Linked DNA regions of Mus musculus: region 2 is linked to region 1. Evidence: chromatin contacts called from public ChIA-PET data. All regions are on one chromosome and are shown on one strand. Each heading gives the region's core, a stretch centred on a gene start, on an enhancer-like site or on the middle of the called end of the contact. The rest is flanking DNA. Distances are from core to core; before and after follow the strand shown. Region 1 has its middle 25 kb from the start of Tiam1. Region 2 overlaps Scaf4 (SR-related CTD-associated factor 4).

Region 1 (6,312 bases), core at 2,037-4,536:
AAGTGGAGAATAATGCCAAGGTCTCCCTAAGGATAAAGTCGGAAGGCACTCTCTAACACTGACACAGAGGGCAGCTGGGTTAATCTCTTTACTGAGGAAGAGAAATCTGCAATTCCAGGAATGAGGACAGAACCACAAAACGCATTCACCAAGTACAAGGACACGCGTGTCCTTAAGGATGCTCTGCACTGTGGCTAGCAGTGGCCAACACATGCTAACCCATAGGGCCATCTGCAGCACAGTGGAGCACAACATGGTGGTCCAAATGAAACCGATAAAAACAAACAACAAAGGAGACAAGTGAATCTTATCCCCATAGCCTTTCACAACCTTTGGGGCAATCAAGCCAGACACAGCAAACTTCATAACCTGGGCGTCCACTCGTATATTGTTATGAAACAAACTGAGCACGCTGGTTCTGGCCTTAGCATTGCTGAGCTAATCTAAGCCTCTGAGGAAAGGAAACAGAAAGATCAGAGTTTGAAGTCAGCCTAGGCTACATATGGAGAGCCTTTACAATATAAATAAACAAGCAAACAAATAAACAAAGCCAAATGTCATCGTCTGTCGCACAAACTATAAAGACAGAAGACACAGCTTCATAAACTTCAGGCCTGTATTGGCTGGTTTTATGTGTCAACTTGACACAGGCTGGAGTTATCAGAGAAAGGAGCTTCAGTTGGGGAAGTGACTCCATGAGATCCAGCTGTGGGGCATTTTCTCAGTTAGTGATCTAGCAGGGAGGGCCCCTTGTGGGTGGTGCCATCCCTGGGCTGGTAGTCTTGGTTCTATAAGAGAGCAAGCTGAGCAAGCCAGGAGAAGAAAACCAGTAAGTAACATCCCTCCATGGCCTCTGCTTCAGCTCCTGCTTGAGTTCCAGTCCTGACTTCCTTTGGTGATAAACAGCAATGTGGAAGGGTAAGCCGAATAAACCCTTTCCTCCCCAAGTGCTTCTTGGTCATGATGTTTGTGCAGGAATAGAAACCCTGACTAAGACAAGGCTCATGTGTTTTCTTGAGGTAGGTGGAAATGAAAGATAACTGTTTATGGGAATAAGGTCTGTCTGGGTCAGGCGACTGCAGAATTGATCATCGCCTCACCCATCAGGCCAATCGTTCACTCGCAGGACACAGCCACCAGGACACGTGGTGCATTTCACACCTGAAGAAGGCTTAATAAAATCTGAAGTTATCTTGGAGAAAATTATTTCCCACTACTGGTCCTCCTCCCCAAATAAAGTCTTCATTTCATCGGTAGCCATAAAACCCTGTCCAAACATCACCACTCCATTAAAACAGCTCAGTGACAGACAATGCACTTTGCTAAAGAAGATGCTTTGCCAAACATGCTCTTTCCCCCAGTATTTGGAGAGTGTATGGCAAGATCACAAATTCAAATGCCTCTTTTTGGAGAGATACTGTCAGATAGAGAGTGGGTGGATGGATGAACGGACAGACAGATGATCAGATGGATAATAAATTGATGTATGAATATATGTATGTATACTAATTTTGTTCTGTAAATACACACATATATTTATAGACACACACACATATGCATGTGTACAGATATGAACACATATCACAAACCATGCATGGGTACGAATGTAACCTTGGCTGTGACTTATTTAAGACTGAGAGCAGGACTTAAGAGCGGGCTCAGAGAACCCTCTGCCCCCATCAATCTCTCTGGTGTTACTGAGAGTGGATGAACTATGAGCATGGAGCCTCCAGCCAAGGGCACAAGACAGGAAGTGCAAAGGATCAGACTGTCCTACCCGACACTGCCTAAAGACTCAGACCATCCACCTAAGGCTCACCTTTCTCACAGTGAAGCATGCATTCATGACCACCAAATAAGGCAATCACTGTTTGTTTGTTTTGTTTTGTTTTGTTTTTCCTAAAGAAATGCCAGCCCACCATCTCCGGGGATAGCACGAAGTCTTCACATCTATAACACGAACCCACTCTCGTTAGAACAACACTACAGAACAGGACACCAAGTTCTCTGGTGGGAGAATCTGCAAGGCCTGGCAATAGGATCCAGGTTTGGCCACGTTAGTTTGTGCTTGCTTTTCTGTGCTTTCTTTACCCTTATCCCTAACCACATGCTCAAACAGAGATCAAGACTCCTCCTGCCCAGGGTCCAAGTGACTGAGGAAGCCGGCCAATGGTCCATACAAGCTAATCATAGAACTACCTTGAATTTTGTTCTTTAAAAAAAAAAAAAATTTGTTTTCTGAGTTTCTCTGTATAGCCCTGGCTGTCCTGGAACTCACTCTGTAGACCAGGCTAGCCTCGAACTCAGATATCTGCCTGCCTCTGCCTCCCAAGTGCTGGGCTTAATTTAAAGGCGTGCGCCACCACTGCCCGGCAAGAAATTATTTTATTGCAAGTTATTTATGTTGGGCAAGGGTCCTCAAGACAAGTTGCTTATGGGGTGGACAGAGGGCAACTTACAGGAATGAGTTCTCCACCTTTGACATGAAGGTTGCAGGGACCAAATGGAGGTTGAGGGGTCCAACCTTGTGTAAAGGCAACTGCCTTTACCTGCTGAGCCATCTGGCTAACTAACCCAGGTCTTGGTTTTTAAACATGAATGTGTCCAGCTTTGAACAACTTTGCTTGGGCTATACTGGTCTGAGTCAGAACAACGGAAACCTGGAAAACAGGGGTGTCAGAGAGATCCTCTCTGCATCCTCTGCTCCCCTAACTCCAGCCTCTCTTGACCCTCACCCAGGAAAACAAGTGCCACATTAGCAAGCCTTCAGACCACTGGGGCTTCTAGTCCGGCAACCCTCAGGTCTCACTCATGATGTATGGTACTCGATGGGTGTCTTGAAAGGGTTTTACTGTTCGGTTGCTCTGCAGTGATAAGCAGTGGAGGCTGGCCCTGCTAGGAGCACCGCTCTCCACCCCACATTCTGTGTAGAACATGTTGCCACTCCCCAGAGCTTTCTCTGATTATGTCCTTTCAAACAACCTTCGGTGACTCGTGCTGGCCCAACATCCTCATGTGTTTCTCTGTCGAATCTTTCTTTTTTTCCTTTCCCAAACACTGAATAGTCAGAGGATGGCTAGGATAGACTTATCTCCCTCCCACCAGTGCCTGAAAGCGGAGCGGTAGCTACAGCTGCCTTTGCCAGCCTTGAGATTACGATCTCAGAGTTCTTCCAAAGAAAGCTTTCTGGTTTGGAGGAAACCAGTTGCTTGGGGCAACCAGAGGAAGTGCCCTTGAAACCACAGGCAGTGGAGCCACGAGCAGAAAAGCCTCTTCCTGTAGCTCTGCTGAGGGGCTCTGCTTAAGGAGAGATGAGTGGTGTTGGGTTCCAAGAAAGAGCCACCAGGAGCCAGCGTGACCCGTGACAACGCTGCTGAACCCTCGGCTGCATGGGTCTTATCGCTGACTTTTATATTCACACGTCACTCCGTTATCTCTGCCAGAAAGCATGAGGTTTCAGTGTTACACGGAACGGTCCAAATGCAGGCACTAGCCTGCAGATTTCTCAATATTTCTCTGTATGGTGAGCTTCGCAGCATCCCAGGGCCTAGAAAAGGATGAAAGACCCTAGCCCTGCACTGTCTGCTTTCCTATGGATGGCCCAAAACAAAAGGATTCCAACTGCGACAAGTCTGTTAACCAAAGCGCCATTTACAAATTGCTGGTGGAGTGTTCTCTCACAGATCAACGGACAGAGCTCCTCTTCTCCAAGTGCAGCGGAGAGTACAAGAGAAGTCCTGAAAGGGCCTGGGTGAATATCCATCCACCCGTGTACTCCTCCGGCCTCTATAGGGAGCCTGATGAAGGCCCTGTAGGAGGCAGCGATGCCTGCAACCCGTGCCACAAGCAACTGAAGGCAGGGCCGGGGAGGAGAGGAAGCTGAGTTCACGCATATGGTGGGAACTGATGCATGTACGTCATAGGTGGATTACGGACGGTACAGCTAGAACTACCTGGGCTTGTGCTGGCTGCATCAGAACAGGGGCTAGAAAACCCTAATGGGCAAACTCTCCTAGGCTCTGGAGAACGTGTCAACAATCAGAGAGTACAGGCCACTGAGCCAGTGTGGCTTTGTTCCAGTATCACTTTGCGCATGAAGACTGAAATTCAAATTTCACATGCTAGTCAGTCACATGACACAGACTGTAACAGTCCTGTGCTGCCTAACAGGAGGCGCGAGTTCTGGGGGGAGCTGCACGGGGCCATGATTTCCTCACAGCAAAGACACCTGAGACCATCCCCCTCAACTAAGCCAGCCACAGCCCTGCGCGGTGCTCAGTACTCACCAGGAGGCACTGGCACATGTGTGCTGTCAGCGACCAATGTGGTATACAGTACTGCTCATCTGGTCTTTTTTCTCCCAACCACTTAAAAACCTAAGAGGCCTTCTTACGTCAAGGACCTTACACTCAGAGGAACCCAGAAGAATCCGGCCCTCGGACCAAGTTTGAGAACCCTAGATCTACAGCGCTACAGATAGTCCAGAGAGAAAGATTCCTCTCAGCTCCTGAGAGTGGGGGTTTTCCACTCTGGGCTGGGCACGCTCTCCTTATAGCCTCTGTGCCAGGGATAGGTGGGGGTTTCTGTCACACACAATGGCCCTCAACGAGTCTCTGGTAAGCGGCATCCATACCTCATGGGTTTCTCCAGCTCCAGCATGTGTCTTATTATCTAGAACATCATTTCTCCATATACATTTCCTGATCTAAGGAGCGACCCAGAAGTAACCGACCAAGCCACTGGGCTTCCCATTGTCTACCAGCACAGCCATGAATATCATTCCCTCAGGACCATTGGCCAAGGCCATAGAATAAAAACCTATACATCACCCTTAAGGTGGATTTTGCCCATTGGCCAAAGCAATTTAGTTTACCCAGTTTAAAATAGGAGGGGGCGAGGGTTGGGGGCTGTCTTTCCTTTCCATGAGGAGGAAGCTCAGAGACACAGTGACAGCATTTTGTACTTATACCCCATAGCCTTCCTCTACAATAGCTGTCCGTTTCCCAGGAAATAAGGATGCTTGGAGGTAGGGTTTCTTTCCCCCTCTAAATAGTTCACTGGAAAACCTGAAGACAAGTGTGTCAGGGATCAAATTTATAAGCAAAGGAAGCACAAAGAACCACAGAAGAATCTGTGTGGGAATGACGTGTGATTAGTCAAATCCAGGTGGCTTTTAGAACAGGACTCTAGGAACCGCTGTAATCGAGGGCCGGGAGGCAGGGAGGCAGCAACGGAAGAGAAAAGGAAAGGGGGAGCTAAGTCATACGCAGCCCCCTCACTCACCCTCATCCCTGCCCACCACAGCCTTCACAATGCAGCTCAGCCGGATTCTTCTCCCAGAGACACCAAATGCAGTTTACCCTAGAGTGGCCCATCACCGCCCGCCCGCCCGCCAGCCCGTCCATCCGTGCGTCCCTAGACCTCTCGATGCATCTCTGCTGACCTGACTTCAGGTTGCACTGACGCTCGGGGTCCTAGTGGGAAGAGAATGGGAATGTCTCGATGCATCCAGGCAGAAAGGCTAAGTTAGCAACACACTCTGCAATCCACCGGCTATTTGGTTTTAAATAATATTTGCAGTCTTCTTCTTTGCACCCTCCCCTCAACAAAAGAAAAAAAAGTCCCCATAGCAACTAACTGGAACACCTCAATATTCACCAAGCTTACCTACCAAGTAAGTCTGGCAAGAACATTTTCTCACTAAAGGCCACAGTAAGAGGAGCCAGGCGATCTCCCGGGCCTGCAGTGTCTGCCCAGCTGAGGAGACATTCATGAGACAAGGCTTGTTTACTGAGGAACCCGGCACACTTGGGCATCTTCACTGTGTGGGTGACTCCATCACTTCATAACCACAGATCAGCCCATCTTCAAAGCGTGTACCGTTGTCTGGGTATGCTGATGCTGTATCCCCGCATCCCCACAAGCCGCTGTATCATAAGACTTTAGCTTCAGGTGACATCTTGGGGGACTGGGGAGATGGCTCAGTCAGTAAAGTGCTTACCATACAAGCATGAGACCCTGTTAAAGGGACTGAGTCCTGAACCCCAGTACCCATGCTAAACAACAACAACAGGGCATTGGTATAAACAGATAACCCCACACTGGGAATGGAGGTCCCAGAGGCTCTCTCAAATACTAAGGTTGAGAGCAAATAAAGAAGATGCCCAACATCAGTGTGCTGTCTCCATACGCATGCGAGAGCGTTCACGCGCGCACACACCCCATTTTATTAGGAATCATTGGTACTGGTACTATGTCACCCACTGTTCATCTTCTTACTAAATAAACCACAAATAAAAACCAAAAGAGATG
Region 2 (6,312 bases), core at 2,667-5,166, 290 kb after region 1:
GCCACCATAATGGCACATACCTGTTATCCTATCACAACAGAGCCAGGCACTGACTGCTGCACACTCAGAAGTAGTCTGGGCTACAGTGTTACCTGCTCATCTGAATTACAAAGAAAGATCCTGTTCCCAAGAAAGAGAAAGACTTGCATGTGACAATCACCATGGTTTAGCTATCCTTTCTTTGGTGGACTTAACTATTATTGTTTGTCAAATCTTAGGAATTAGATGATACATACACATTTTAAAAAAATGTGTGGTGGCACCTGCACAAAGCCTTTAATCCCAGCACTTGGGAGGCAGAAGCAGGCAGATCTGTTTGAGTAGGAGGCCAGCCTGACCTACAAAGGAAGTTGGCAGGACTTCAAGTGCTATACAGAGAAACTTGTGGCGCTCACCCGTTCAGTGCCCAGGGATCCCCAAGCCCAGACTTTTAAGTGGATGCTGGGATCCACAATCGACCTTATGCTGACACAACAAACACTACCGAAATGAGCCACATCCTCACTCTAGGCGTTTATTTGTAAGGGATACCATGTTACCTAAGGAGTTACAAGGCGCAATGGAGCACCTGCTGCTCTTGCAGAACAACAGGTTCAGTTCCCTGTACCCACATGGTGGCTTTACAACCACCCATAACTGCAATTCTCAGAAATCTCCCCTTCTGGCCTCTGCTGGCAGTGTGCACCTGATGCACAGGCAAAATGCTCCTACAAATAAAATAAAACCTATAAAAACTTAGATACATTATAATAATAATGTAGTTATACCCTATGTAGGTAGGGTTTTATTGCTTCAGTTAAAAGTTAGTGCTAACCAAGAACAGGGAGAGGACAAAATAGAAATCTCATTATTAAGTACACAAAAACACTGGAGATCTTTCAGAGGTAGATTATATACTACAAAGTTGGTCAACTGCTTTAACACAATAGCTTATAGAGAGAGGCAACTCCACCAGTAGACTAGTGGCCTAGGGAATAGGATAAATAAGATCCGGTCTAAACACAACACATGCTCTGTTTATTCTTTACTTACCATTAAGTATTTGTAATTTAAATACCATCAGGAATAAAATATCCCACCATCCTAGTATCTTGTTAGTCTAGACTCTTAAGTCCTAAAGGAGTACAGTGGCTCCTGCTGGGATTAACCAACATTCCACTGGCAAGCCTACATATAACCTAGAGCGCAAATCCACTGAGCATAAGTTCATCAGGAAATACCCATTTCCCCACCTCAAGTTGTCAGTTCCAAATAGTCACTGTAAAAAATTATGAAACTGAGATTTCTTTGGGTCCAGTGTCTCCAGTCTTGTGATATACCTGAGTATATTCCTGTGTTTGAGCAATATACTCAACTATGCTGGTTATATCAATGCCTTCTCCTTGCTGAGATTATGTTTCTAATATACTTGCAAAGAGCTAGAATAAGTGTCAAACATACAGTGAATATGGAGCTTTAAAACTGAAGCCTCATGAACAAAAATTATGCAGAATGTCATTACTAAATGACAAATGGGAAATGGGAATTCATACAGAAGTTTACAGTGGTATAAACAGGTAAAAAATCAGACACTGTTTTTTGAGGTAAAAAGCATGACTGAATTAAGACAGAAGTCTGTGGTGTGTGGGAGCGTATGTGGAGGCCAGATGACAACTTGACGGGGTGGTTTCACTCCTTTCACCTTTGCTAAGGTTCCAGGGACTGAACTCAGGTGGTGAGACTCTCAGCGAGTACTTTCACTTGCCTCTCTCCGTAGGGTAGTTTTTGATTAAGATGATAACTGACACTAAAATCAATGCTGCACACATAGCCGGTATTAGGAGTTCTCAGTCTTATTGTCAACCAGGCTTTTTATGTTCCTACCAGACTCCCAGGGACTTCCTGCCTATAAACATGCTGCCTCATGTACAACTTTGTAATTAAAAGATTATTTTTTCTTCAGTTAAGGGTATCTAGTCATTTAACTGTCTACTGAACAAAATTGTGAAGGTTAAGTTTAGTAGCCACTGACAAAACAATTTACAGGCCGACGAATTGGCTCAGAGGTTAAGAGCACTGATTGCTCTTCCAGAGGTCCTGAGTGCAATTCTCAGCAACCACATGGTGGCTCACAGCCATCTGTAATGGGATTTGATACCCTCTTCCGGTGTGTCTGAAGAGAGGAACAGTGTACTCATATACATAAAATAAATAAATAAAATAAACCTTTTAAAAGAAGTTTTATTAGGTACTAACTAACTACACTTTTCTGCTGTGATACGTACTTGCAACTGGTATGATTCTATGCATGTGTATACAGTTCAAATTTCTTTTTTGGCTTTTTTTCTTTTTTTTTTTTTTTTTGGTTTTTTCGAGACAGGGTTTCTCTGTGTAGCCCTGGCTGTCCTGCAACTCACTTTGTAGACCAGGCTGGCCTCGAACTAAGAAATCCACCTGCCTCTGCCTCCCGAGTGCTGGGATTAAAGGCGTGCACCACCACACCCGCATTTTGGCCCTTTTTTAAACCTAATTACTGATTATGTTTGTGAAAATAAGTGTCTGTGAAGAAAACCCTGCACTGTCAACTCTTCTGCCCATCTAGAGTCTGTTCCAGTGCAGACTACTAATCACATGGGCTTATACTATGGCACTCCAATTATCCAAACAAATGAGAACTTTGGAGAGCTAACTGCATGGCTGCCCATTTTTAGTGGGTCTATTGTCCACTCGCCTCTGATAAAACATAACAAGTGGAAAAACAAAAACAAAAAACCCAAAACAACAACAAAAAACCTAGTTTCTAATTCTTAACTGCTTCCCAGAGTTTCCCCTGGTTTTCAGATTACTCTAACCCAGCTACCTGGTAAGGTGTCAGTTCATATACATCAGTAAAGAGCTCTACCTATGCTGGGCGTGGTGGCACATGCCTTTGATCCCAGCACTCGGGAGGCAGAGGCAGGCGGATTTTGAGCACTCGGGGTTTGAGGCCAGCCTGGTCTACAGAGTGAGTTCCAGGACAGCCAGGGCTACACAGAGAAACCCTGTCTCGGGAAAAAAACAACAACAACAACAATAAAAAACAAACAAAACACTCTAACTATAAAGTAAGGAATGTAACCAACAAGCCACACAACTGCTGACTCTAACAGTCATGGTCAGGGGATATAATACTGTGTTATCAAGGTAATTTAAAATGTGATTTCAATGTGTACAGACATCCATACAAAGTAACTCGAAAATACTTAAACTGTGTCTTCTTCTAGCCCATGGCCAAAAACCTACAACTTATTTCTGGCTTTAAACAAAGAAAACCATCATTTTGTCATCTTTCTTTAAAAAAAAAAAAAAGGTATTAGATTATCTCCAATTCTGTTTAACCATATGTAAAAACTAAATCTTTCTATTACTCATATTTATCTTTAAATCAATTTATTATTATATAGGTAATTTTTTCTGGAGCTAAATACTTGACAAAAATGTTAAAGAGGAACACATTTTTATCAACATTAGGGATAAGTGCTGTTGGAATGTTCTGAAGAGCCAAATTTCCTTCCATTATTACTGTGTAAATAGACTTCGAACACTGACAGAGACAGACTTGGGAATAGAAGAAAACGGTAACTAACAGAATCCAAACTCTCCTGGAATAACAAGGCAAATCCTGTAGAAAGCTGCTAACAGATTAGTATGTCCCTTTTACAAAATAAGAGCATTCTGAAACCTTTTCCCACTCAGATCTCTCAATAAAGATTGATTTAAAAAGTATTAACATTGCAGGTTAAAAAACAGGAATAGTCTCAACAGAGATCTAAGTTCCATTGAACAATCGTCCCTAGTAACCAAGAGGTGAAACATCAAGGCACTTACAGTGTAAGCAGGGACAGCAAGCTCCCAGCTGACAGACTTCTCCTTTCAGGGTAAGTGCTGAGTCAAGAGCGGCCGGCCGCAGAGCATCAGCTCATAACCAAGTCCTCACAGCTTAATCTGTCTGACTTTAAGATAGCTGGGTCTTAAGACTACTTCTATTTCTCCCCTCCCTGCAAAGCAGCACTGTATGCCACACCTCAGTGCTAACACCTCAGAAAGCTCGTTGGTGCCGTAGTCATGTCAAGACTCTAGATGCTTCCTCTCCTTTTTCATTTTCTCACAAGCACAATAGTGCAACAGTGCTTGCCAGGGGCTGTTACTGATGGAACTCCCCCCCCCCCATACTTTGAGTTTATACTTCTAATACATATAAAAATACAGTTTGCTATTGCCTTTAACATTGAGAATCTAAAGGAGTCAAAGTGCAATGTGAGTACAACTGTCAGCTCAGAGGGATGTGCACAGGAATACATTTGACAAAGTTCATTGCAGTTTATCAGCAAAAATGGATTCTTTGAAGAATTTAAGCACATTTAATGTGCACAAAAAGCAACATATGTACAAACACAGACTCTGACTTCATTGGTCACAGGCCTCAATTCACCATCTGATTGTCTGTTGGAAGCAACAGCTTAGGAGAGGACAAAAACAAAAAGAGCTATTTTTAAATTAAAAAAAAATAAACAAACTCATTTTCATTAAAAAAAATTTACAGTATTTTTATACATTCAAGATTTTAAAATTAGAGATATATGGGAGGGGTAGGCTATATTCTTTGAAAGCCTAAAAATATAATTATAGGGGTTAAAAATCTGTAACTTTCTACCTTCCAAGTGCTGGGATTGAAGGCACCCACCACCCAGCTAAAAAATTCTGTAATTTTTACTCATTCCATAAACTTCAGCGAAATTTTAAACTTTCACACTGAGGAAAACCACAAGGAAGAGTACAAAGTATTGGCCAACATGGACCTGCCTTAGTCCATCAAGACTTATTTATCAGTGTCTTTGAGAGAATAGTACACCCAAATAGCAAGTTAATGAGTGCCTTTCTTCTTCTGTACCAAGCAGACTTCAGTGACATCATTCCCAATCTGCCTTCCTTTTACCATTCCCAACCTTCTCCTGCTGCTTTCAACTCACCTCTTCACATTCCTTCCCTGAATCTGCTTAATTCTCTCCTTTCAAGTTTATTTCATGTATATGGATGTTCTGTCTGAATGTATGTCTGTGCACAAGAAGAGGGCATCAGATTGCCTGGAACTGGAGTTACAGACTGGTGTGTGAGCGGCCAGGTCTCCAGCAAGAGCAGTCAGCACTCTTAACCAGGGCAATGCCTCCAGCCCCAAAGCCTCTTCCTACCTCATAGAGACTAGGGTTCATGCCATACCACCCCAACAGCCCAATCGCATCTGATAGTCCCACCTCCTACCAAGACTAAACCTTATAGTGTAACACACATAAACACATGGCCTGCTGTTCAGCAGTGCTTCCCATCACCCATCCTCTAACTACTCTAACTACTCAAAACCAAACAACCAAAGAGTGCACTTGACCTCTTACTTCCTTATGCATTCAACCCCAAACTTCAAATTCTATTACCCTTAAAGGCTCAGTGGCCATAAGTCTGTTGCCCAGTCCCTTGGTACTCTACAAAGCATATCAATTAAGAAGACGTTTACATTCAAACCTTGGCTCTGCCAATATTTAGAAATGGGCCCTTTCTTCAGTGAATTTTTATTTAACTTCTCTGAAAATCTGCCTCTCTCTATGTAACTGGATGTCTGTGCAAGGCTGCAGGAATACATGCCTGTTAAAGCAGACATAAAGTGCCCAACAAGCAAGCCAAAGCATACTCTCTCTCTCTCTCCCCTGCACTCTGGAATTTGCACCAGCACCCATCTGAGAGTGACTCTGTCCCTGTTTTGGCTACTTCCAACTTTAAATACTACATTCCCTATGGCTTGCCAAAAACATCCATGTGACCGTTCCACACAACAGCTACTTAACCTATTTCACAACCAAACACACGTTCTTCTCCACCAAGCTTAATTTTGAAGACTGGCTTACACTGATGGCACCATCACCATCTCGGCATCTAGAATACAGTGGCAAAAGCCATTTATGGAACTGCCGGGCACCAAGGTCCCTGAATTACTTTGGCTCACATCCGTTCATGCCTCTCCCACATGACAGCAATACAAACAGAACACAATCTTGCCATCTTACTACTTAAAACCGTCCATGTTTACCACAGCCAGAAATGACATCAAGTCCTTTAGATGGGAAGCATCACACCACACACTACCATCCACTGGTTCCAAGAATCAAACTGCTACCCAGTCCTCAGCCCTGCTGCCCCTTCAAACCACCGCCTCTGAAATCCTAAAACGGAACCTTTTCTTCTGAGTTTCCACTGACACCTCATGGACACCGCACAACACACAGAGGAAAAACTCTTCTTTTC

What was found. ChIA-PET counts read pairs in DNA pulled down with a chosen protein or histone mark.
Region 2: a contact with region 1 is called in an RNA polymerase II ChIA-PET map of memory CD8 T cells, with 6 read pairs. The contact joins two enhancer-like sites. A contact is called at or near these places in 2 of 115 datasets of contacts at active chromatin or transcription factors (memory CD8 T cells and microglia) and 1 of 9 other capture datasets (adipose tissue).

The regions. Positions count from the first base shown.
Region 1 is chr16:89,982,970-89,989,281 of GRCm38.p6, forward strand. It overlaps a transcript of Tiam1 not described here. Among named protein-coding and RNA genes, the nearest start is that of Tiam1, 25 kb to the left of the region's middle. Within about 2 kb of position 3,287, at least 121 of the 459 cell types and tissues checked have an H3K27ac peak or open chromatin away from gene starts, as enhancers often do. A contact at or near this core is called in adipose tissue and memory CD8 T cells, where this site is marked.
Region 2 is chr16:90,275,330-90,281,641 of GRCm38.p6, forward strand. The region is part of intron 1 of Scaf4 (SR-related CTD-associated factor 4); the gene reads right to left. Among named protein-coding and RNA genes, the nearest start is that of Scaf4, 6.0 kb to the right of the region's middle. Within about 2 kb of position 3,917, at least 55 of the 459 cell types and tissues checked have an H3K27ac peak or open chromatin away from gene starts, as enhancers often do. A contact at or near this core is called in adipose tissue and memory CD8 T cells, where this site is marked.